Regions from separate parts of the Mus musculus genome. Here all the other regions are linked to region 1. The links are chromatin contacts, called in public HiChIP or PLAC-seq and promoter capture Hi-C maps. All regions are on one chromosome and are shown on one strand. The core of a region is the stretch at or near the end of the contact, and the rest is flanking DNA. Distances in the headings are between cores, read along the strand shown.

Region 1 (2,715 bases), core at 158-2,657:
TGGCTCGCTTCTGCCCATTCTTGGTGACGATTGTCTCCTCATAGAATTCGTGAGCCAGATCTCCATCTTCATCGTAGAACATGGAGCTGTGGAGAGAAGGGGAACAGGCTGGATTGGAGCCTCATCCCTGGCCTTGGCAAGGGCCACAGACCACAGGGAAGTACGCTGAACCCCAAGAGAAGACGCACAACGTGCGTTCTCCGTGGAAGAACTCTTTGCTTGGTGCCCGGAGGGAAGCAGGCAGTGTGACAAGGCCACTGTTGCCCTGTCATACCAACAGGATGTCACATCAGAGCACCCTCTCTAGGCAACTAAAGTTAGTCCTCACCACTGGTCTGTTTCACAAAGGTCATGATTCTAGTAGCAGGCCCTTCACCTAGGGCTTATTTATGGAGTGGGTGGGGTAGTGGCCTGGGCATACTGGTCTCACTTCTAAAGACACTGCTGGTCCAGGGCCAAAGACCAAGATGGTGGATGTCTGAGCCCAGAAGGCTGCACTCCAAGTCATTCCCCAGTGGCTGGCACTGTCTAATCGACACTGTTGGGTCTTTCTGGTATTTACGGTCAAATTTCCATCACAGGGAATGCCAGTCCCTAGGAGCTCACTAGGTCCAGGCCATTTTGTGTGAGCACCTGGGAAAAAAGAAGGTTAGGTTAGTGTTCCAGATCTAGAGAACCCAACTGGCTGAGGGCACTTTTTTTGTTGTGGCCCCACCTTCAACACTGACGCCTTTCTCTGCTTTTCCAGACACTATTCTCGGAGGTCCAACTTCACAGTGAGGAAGGCAAGACACCTAAACAGAAGGTCATCTTCCCTTAGATTTCTTCTAAGGCTTAGAAGAACAGAAGGGACATAAATGCCTTTAATTTGCAGGCTGAGTTGGATGAAAGGGAGGTTTTAAGACTCTTAGAGGCCGTCTTAGCTGAATTATGGAGCTGCTCCCTAAGAGACGAACCTCAGGCAATTCTCTAAAAAGACCATCTGGGCGGTCAAGAGCTGAACGCCGCTTGGTTTTCCCTTCTCCTTGCTTTGACTGGGACCCAAAATATGACAGTCGTCTGATTCAAATGTAGGGGGGCGTTTCTCATTCCCGGATGTCCTCCCAAAGGCAGATACCCATGCCCTTACCCGCGGCGCGTGAATACGAAGGGAGGCACTGCTCGGGCTCGAGACCGCACCAGAGACTGCTCGGAGCCTGCCGCCTCTGGGCCGCCGCCCCCCGGAGTGGAGGCAAAGGGCCAGAGGCCCCGAGCTTTGGAGCCGCTGGCGCCCATGTCAGCGCCGCGGGCGCATGGCGGACCCAGCGGCCGCTCCGCTCTCACAGCGCGGCGGGCGCGACCATGCCCTGCCCCAGCTTCCACTCGCAGGTGCCGCCGCCGCCGCCTTCCGCAGGCTCTGCTGTCTCCACGGAAACCTCACTTCCGCTTCCGCGCGTCCTGCACGGTGCCTCCTCTGAGTGGCTAAAGGTCTCGTCAGTCTGTGGTGTAGAACCAATGGCCACTCTCAGAGGCTGACCACCACAGGATGCGCTGCCTCCAGGTCCCAGAAGCCTATGGGTCCCAAGGGTCAGCTGGGACAGCTCCCTTCCAGAAAGGCGGAGGTAATGTGTTGTTGTTGACTTTAAGGTCGGACCCGGTATAGTTGTCTCTACGTCCCTGACACGCCCAAAACTCCGGCCCAGTAGCAATAGTCAATTAGGTCACCCCTCCACCCCTAAGGGACCTTAGGCCTGTCTGAGGCTAAGGTTGGCTGTTTTCACAACTGTGTCTTTGCAGTTGTCACATTTGCCTGTAAAGAAACTACGGATCTTGCTTAATGTTTTTGTTTTCTTTTTTCTTTTGGAGACAGGGTCTCACTATGTAGCCTTAGCTGGCCTGGCACTTGCCATGTATAAATGGCTGACGCTCAAATGCCTGTCTCCCGAATACTGGGATTAAAGGAGTGACCAACCGCACAGGGAGCCAAACTTCTTTTTAAAACTTTTTTGATCAATTTCTTAAGAGTATATTTGAGGTCTGAAGGAACCTAAACTAAGTGTTGTAAGTTCACCAGAGAACATTCTTCAGGAAAATAATTATTACCAGCTTTCCCCTGGTAGCATGTGAAGTGTGGGACCCACGAGTAGTTTTTTGGAGAAGGGGTTACTGCTATGGTTTCTCTGAGTTGGCCTGGAGAAAAAAGTTTCCTGTGTAGTAACTGTAGCTTATTCTTGTCTCTTCATGACCTGAGCCCTGGAGGGTTGAAAGACACCTGAATCCACAGGCATACATTTCCTGAACATATTGGTCCCACTGCGACCTTGGAGAGGGTGCACTCTGGATGTGTCAATCTTTGTTGGCAGTCTTTCATTAGGTGTTACCCCGACTGGGGGCCCACATCTATAGAGTCCAAAACCAGAAAAATTCTTACATCTTTATTCAGCCAATTCTCTCAGGCATCAGGCCCTGATGATGACTGTCACACCCCCATCCCTTCCCCACATTCAGTTGAGGCCACAAAACATTACATACATTCATACACTTCCATCAAAAATATCTGAGGGAGACTCTGGCTTTGGCAAACAAGAAGAGGGTCTGGTCCAGCAACCTTTCCCTTAGAGGAGGCACTGACTGAGCCACTGTAGTTGTTGTACTGGCCAGCCCTCTCTGACCCCAGGGTGTTTGTTTGGAAGTCAGAAGGCACGGTAAGAGGGAACCCCAGACTCTACCTTAATT
Region 2 (2,715 bases), core at 132-2,631, 770 kb after region 1:
TTTGAGACAGGGTTTCTCTATGTAGCCCTGGCTGTCCTGGAACTCACTCTGTAGACCAGGCTGGCCTCAAACTCAGAAATCCACCTGCCTCTGCCTCCCAAGTGCTGGGATTAAAGGCGTGCGCCACCACTGCCCAGCTCTTTTAAGTTTATTTGAATGAAGAGCCATCAATAGCCATCTATATGTTTCAGAACAGTGGCTTCCTGAGAGGAAAGAATAGAAGAAACTTCTATCACGGGGAGGGAGGGGGGAACGGGACGGCGGTGGGGGAGGGCGGGGAGCCATTGTTGGCTCCTGTTACTCCAAGCTCAGTTATGAAAGAGAAATAAGTTCTTCATATAAGCTCACTTATGTGAAGAGAGATAATAAGTAAGGCTCCTTTAGAGTCTCTGGTCTCATTTTTGTCCCTCTGGTCATTTATAGGGCTATTATCTGTACATATTTAAACTTTTGTAATTTGAGAGATGGTTCTAATAACTGGACTGGTGCCACATGCCTTTAATTCAAGAACTTGAGAGGTAGAGGCAGGTGGATTTCTGAGAAACCCTGTCTCGAAAAACCAAAACAACAACAACAAAAACCAATAATGAACCTAACAAACAAAAAAAACTTAAAAAAAAAAAAAACCAGACCCACATACCCAATATTTTCATCTTTCGCTCATATTCACTTTGGCGGTGGTGGGGGTTGCGGGTGGAGAGCCAAGGTAATGTAGTGGAAAGAGACAACAATACAGCTCATAAGAAAGTGGAGCATAACAATCTCCAACTTCAGGGAGAAACCTACGTTTGAGTGCGATCCCCCCTCCGCAGTACTCCCCCCTCCCAACTCGGCCGTCGCCTCTGCTAGTTTTCTGGAGACAGCTGCAGTCAACAGGAACCACGGACAGGTAGGGAGGAAGGGAGGAAGACCGAGAATTACAATGGCATGCATCAATTCAAGGAAGAACAACTTTTGTTGGAAGCTACAGCTGTAGTAGCATTGACTTTTGACAGCACCCTCAACGAATTTACACCTCATATCCGCACTATCTCGTTCCCGGTATGTTTTGACGTAATACCAAATTGAGAAGTGTAGGAGCTCAGGCTCATTTGTACTGATAAGTGTGTGTTTTTGGTAGTTAGTAAAATCCATTCAGTTGGCTCTACCAGTTCCAGGCAGGTTCTAGCATGGGATTGTTTTTGTTTTCGATTTTGTTTTATTTCTTATTTTATTTTTTTAGTCTCACTTATTCATGAAAAGGTCCTCTGTAGTAAATACACCTTACTCACCCAAGAATCGCCGTTTAGTGTCTTTCCCTGGGAAAGAACAACAGGACTCACAGCGGAACTTTGCTGCGGGTGGCTTGTGTTCCCGCCCGGGTGGCCGGGTGAGAGGGCCGGGAGGGGGAAGCTTTCTGGCGCGGACCGCGAGCGGAGGCTGAGAGCGCCGCCGCCGGAGAAGACCGACCCTCGGCCAGAGCCAGCCTGCGGCGCCCGGGCCTGGCTGGCTGCTTCCCGCCTCAGCCGCTTCTCCGGCTCCCGCCGCCGCAGACACTGTCCAAGAGGGTGCGGCAGAACGCGAGGTCCTACGGCCCAGCCCGGTCCGGTGCGGCCCGGATCCGTGGCACGGGAGGTGAGAGCCCCTGCGGTCCCCTTACTCCCTGCCGGGGCCGCTGGGACCCGCAACAATGGGGACGCGGCCAGAGTCCCCGGCGTGCAGCAGCCTGGGGTAGCAAGCTACTCCTGGCGGCTTGGGCCTTGGGGGGAGCTGCGTCCGACCTGGGAAACTCCAGTGACTGTAGGCTTGGAGGGGGTCTTGGCATCCACCCGGGACTTCAGTGGCTTGATATTTTGGGATTTCGTTGTCAAGGAAGGCAGTCGTAATTACCGAGACTGAACTACAGTGGCTATGCGCTCCTGATGTTATATTATAACACCGGCAAACCGTGCCGTGGTTTGAGGGAGAGGGATTGTGGTTCGAATTTTAGGGACCCCTGTGGCTTGGTCCCTAGTGGACATAGGTGTGGGTCTCTGAACTCCCTCGGGCCGTCTGAGAATTTGTTAGGCTGAGTCGGGTTTGGGGAGAAGAGGCATGGAGAGTTTAGCTTCTCTGAGGTAATTGGTGAGTAGTTCCTGGAAAGGCACGAGCTTAGTTGGGCACAAAAGAGTTGAGCTAGGAGCTAGATGGATCCTTCACGGCTAAGATGTATCCGAGTTAAGAGTGGTTCTCAGGTAGGAAACTTGTCACAGGAGTAGTGTTAGCTGCATTGGGTTAGGAAAAGGCCGATGCGAGCTGGGGAGGGAGGGAGAAGATGGCCGGCAGCTTCTGGGGTCGAAGAATTGGCTTTATGTGGGTCATGGTGGCTGTCTGGGAGTAGAACAAGAGCACTTTGCAGAGTGGGCTTCCTGCTAGAGAATGACCTCTTACTGCGGGGGAGTGTGTGACTCAGATCTGTTAGATTACTGCTCTTGCTGGCGGATGTGGCTGACTGTTGATGCCTGGACTTTGAAGCTGGAATGGGTATTTGGGGGGGCTTAATGAATTTGTTCTAGAGGAGAGGACAGTGTGGACCTTTCCTTCTTACTCCAAAGTCAGTGTGGTGGCTGTCGCCGGCAGTCATTTAAGTAACAAATTTCTTAATGGTATTTGACTTTAAAGCTTTTCTCTGTTCATTTTTTCCCCCTTTGCCCTCTTTTTTGAATTGTGACTCATATTTTGTTTTTAGCACTGTGG
Region 3 (2,715 bases), core at 90-2,589, 710 kb after region 1:
TGAAACACAAAATTTTGCTAGATGGTATTTTGTTTCAAAATGTGAAGCCTTTCAAATAAAAAGTGGATTCTAAAGCATTAGAGTGACATTCAATAGTTTAAATTCTCAATGAAAAAAAGACTTGTGGAAAGTGTGTAGACCCATGATCTGTACCTATGATTTATAAAGAATCACACAGAAGGAAACATGGCTGGCACAAAAGGCAAGTTTGAGAAATGGCTAAAACAACCTACTGGTTGTGACGACAGCAAAGAGATCTTACTGCCGAGAATCTAAATAACCCATAACTGACTGATTAGTTCATACAGCACATAAAGGACACTCAGTTAATCTTCAGGCCAGCAAATGACTTTAACTAATGACTCAGGGATGATACTGACCAAACACTGATTTAAATAAAAGAATCATCCCAAGGAATTCCGGGAACCTCTCCTTACCTGCTAAAGATAAGGTGCCTATCAAAGCATCCGCCATCTACCCCTCCATATTTTGGAAATGATGCCCTGCGGTTTAGCCTTGAGGTAAAGTTTATTGGCGCTTGCCGCCTCTGTTTTGGTTCAGGACACTGATGAGGAGTAAAGAGAGAAAAAGGAGGACAGGTGGCAACGGGGTTCTTGCATCGAGCATGTTGCTCTCTAAGATACTCTGTGATGATACTGTCCAGCGTAGGTGGGGAAGGAAGATGTCTATCCAATTGTTTTTTTATGGCAGGGCTCTGGCTGTATGCACCATGGTCCGACTTCTGCCGCAACACTCGAATTTTCCTGCCATTGCACGGTGATGGCCTCTCTCTGATAAAACTGATCCTACCAATCAAAGGGGAATTGCCTGCATATGATGGGCCAGGCAAAGGCAATGAACCCTGGGGGGGCCGTGGTGGAGGATGGGCAGGGGGAGCAGAAGGGGCAGAAGCACCCACAGTAGCATGGCTGCCCAGTCGACTTGCAATGCCGTTGGCAATCCGAGGGGTCCGGGGAAGAGAGACAGGAGAAGCAGCAGCAGTCACTGGGGTGAAGGCAGAAGAATGTGAGGCAGCAGTCATGGGCAGGTCAGCCTCTCTCGTCAGCACAGTTGCTGTCTCTCCAAGCCCTTTAGAAATGAGATGGTTCCGTATCAACAGGAGCAGCTCTTTCTCAGGGAAGGAGATCCTCGACTGAGCAACAACATCTGCTTTCTGCAGTCGTGCGAGAGACACATCAGTGCCAATGAGAAGAGGCTTTCCTGATACACGCTCAATGAGCTCAGCAGCGTATTTGCAGAACTTGACATGGTCACTACGCTTATCCTGCAGCACAGGCTCTTTCATCAGCTGTTGAATCTGGCAGCTACTAAAAAGGGGAAGTTTACTGATGATCTGTCGAACAGTGCTACTTCGAGACAGGCCTACAAGGGCTTTGCAGGCCAGGGCCCGGATCTGGTCTGCGTCTGTAATGGGCATCTTGATGGACAACAGGGACAGAAGCACCTTGATGCCATTGTTGGACTGGACCACATTCCACATCTTGGCCAGAGTATGCTCACTACTCTTGGGAGTCTGAGACAGCTTTCTCCGAGGAGTTCCAGAAATAAATTTGCCAATACTGGATATTCGGTTATCTGGACCACATACACAATTGATGATAATTTGAAGTGCTGACTTCTGAATTTCAGCATCATGGATAAAGAACTCACCCTCAGCCACGCCCAAAATAATGCTGATACCTATAACATAGGAAAAATTACATTATTCCTCATAAAACTAATAGCTAGAAGACTCATGTCAAGATATTACAGGAACAGTTTATACATTTATCTTTAGTGTGCACTATTAACAACAGCCAAGTTATGGGATCAGTACAAGCATCCATCAACAGACAAATGGACAAACCTTATGCACAAAGAAATCTTACTCAGCAATAAAAAAAAATGAAATTATGTTATTTTACAAGAAAACAGACAGGGTGGGCAAAATGGCTTATTGGCTAAAAAGCTCTTGGCATCAAGCCTAAGAACTGACATTTGTGGACAGAACTTACTCCAGTAAGTTACCCTCTTTTCCTCCACACATACACCAGAGTGTGCAAGAACACACACAAAACAAATAATAAAATGTAAATAGGAAAAAAAGAAAATAGATGGATCTCAAGATATAAAATAACATAATTCACATATAAAATCTAGAATTAAAATGAAACAGAAGAAAAACTTACATATCTAGGATGTCAGTATTCAGAAAGCCAAGACAGGAAGATACTAACAATTTCAAGGCAAGCTTGGGCTAAAAGTAAACTCCAGGCCAGCATGGACTAGAATAAGAACATGTCTCAAAAACAACTCACCACTAGAAAAGGAATGGAACTAAAACAGAGCCTAAGAAAGAGAAAAATGGTGACCTTTGTGTTCTATTTTATTGGTTTCCTTTTTGTTTTGTTTTTTGAGACAGTCTCTCTCTTCACAGCACTAGCTGTCCTAAAACTCACTCTGTAGACCAGGCTGACCTCCAACTCAGAGATCCACCTGCCGCTGCCTCCCAAGTATTGGGATTAAAAGTATGCACTACCATACCTGGCAAAGGAAGACTCTTAAAAAGGGAAAAGACAGGGGCTGGAGAGATGGCTTATCGGTTAAGAGCACTGACTGCTCTACTAGAGGTCCTGAATTCAATTTCCAGCAACCACATGGTGTCTCACACCATCTGTAATGGGATCTGATGCCCTCTTCTGGAGTGTCTGAAGA

Evidence for each region. Promoter capture Hi-C pulls out the DNA fragments that hold promoters and counts their contacts. HiChIP or PLAC-seq counts read pairs in DNA pulled down with a chosen protein or histone mark.
Region 2: a promoter capture Hi-C map of 3T3-L1-derived adipocytes shows a contact between it and region 1, with 5 times the contacts expected there. The contact joins the promoter of Rad54l2 here to the promoter of Tusc2 in region 1. A contact is called at or near these places in 6 of 39 promoter capture datasets (3T3-L1-derived adipocytes, hippocampal neurons, liver and 2 more), 2 of 115 datasets of contacts at active chromatin or transcription factors (bone marrow-derived macrophages and memory CD8 T cells) and 1 of 9 other capture datasets (embryonic stem cells).
Region 3: a contact with region 1 is called in an H3K4me3 HiChIP or PLAC-seq map of bone marrow-derived macrophages, with 4 times the contacts expected there. The contact joins the enhancer-like site here to the promoter of Tusc2 in region 1. A contact is called at or near these places in 1 of 39 promoter capture datasets (cranial neural crest) and 3 of 115 datasets of contacts at active chromatin or transcription factors (bone marrow-derived macrophages, differentiating embryonic stem cells and embryonic stem cells).

The regions. Positions count from the first base shown.
Region 1 is chr9:107,561,947-107,564,661 of GRCm38.p6, reverse strand. It overlaps Tusc2 (tumor suppressor 2, mitochondrial calcium regulator), which reads right to left and starts at 1,407. Exons shown (of 3, transcript NM_019742.4): 1 at 1,130-1,407; 2 at 1-86. The coding sequence starts at 1,275. It overlaps Rassf1 (Ras association (RalGDS/AF-6) domain family member 1), which reads right to left. Exons shown (of 6, transcript NM_001243748.1): 6 at 2,395-2,715. Gm9917 (predicted gene 9917) reads left to right here. Exons shown (of 2, transcript NR_166687.1): 2 at 749-2,715.
Region 2 is chr9:106,787,879-106,790,593 of GRCm38.p6, reverse strand. Rad54l2 (RAD54 like 2 (S. cerevisiae)) reads left to right here and starts at 1,381. Exons shown (of 22, transcript NM_030730.2): 1 at 1,381-1,614.
Region 3 is chr9:106,856,810-106,859,524 of GRCm38.p6, reverse strand. It overlaps Dcaf1 (DDB1 and CUL4 associated factor 1), which reads right to left. Exons shown (of 24, transcript NM_001373930.1): 14 at 438-1,701. Among named protein-coding and RNA genes, the nearest start is that of Rbm15b, 29 kb to the left of the region's middle. Within about 2 kb of position 1,339, at least 13 of the 459 cell types and tissues checked have an H3K27ac peak or open chromatin away from gene starts, as enhancers often do. A contact at or near this core is called in bone marrow-derived macrophages, where this site is marked.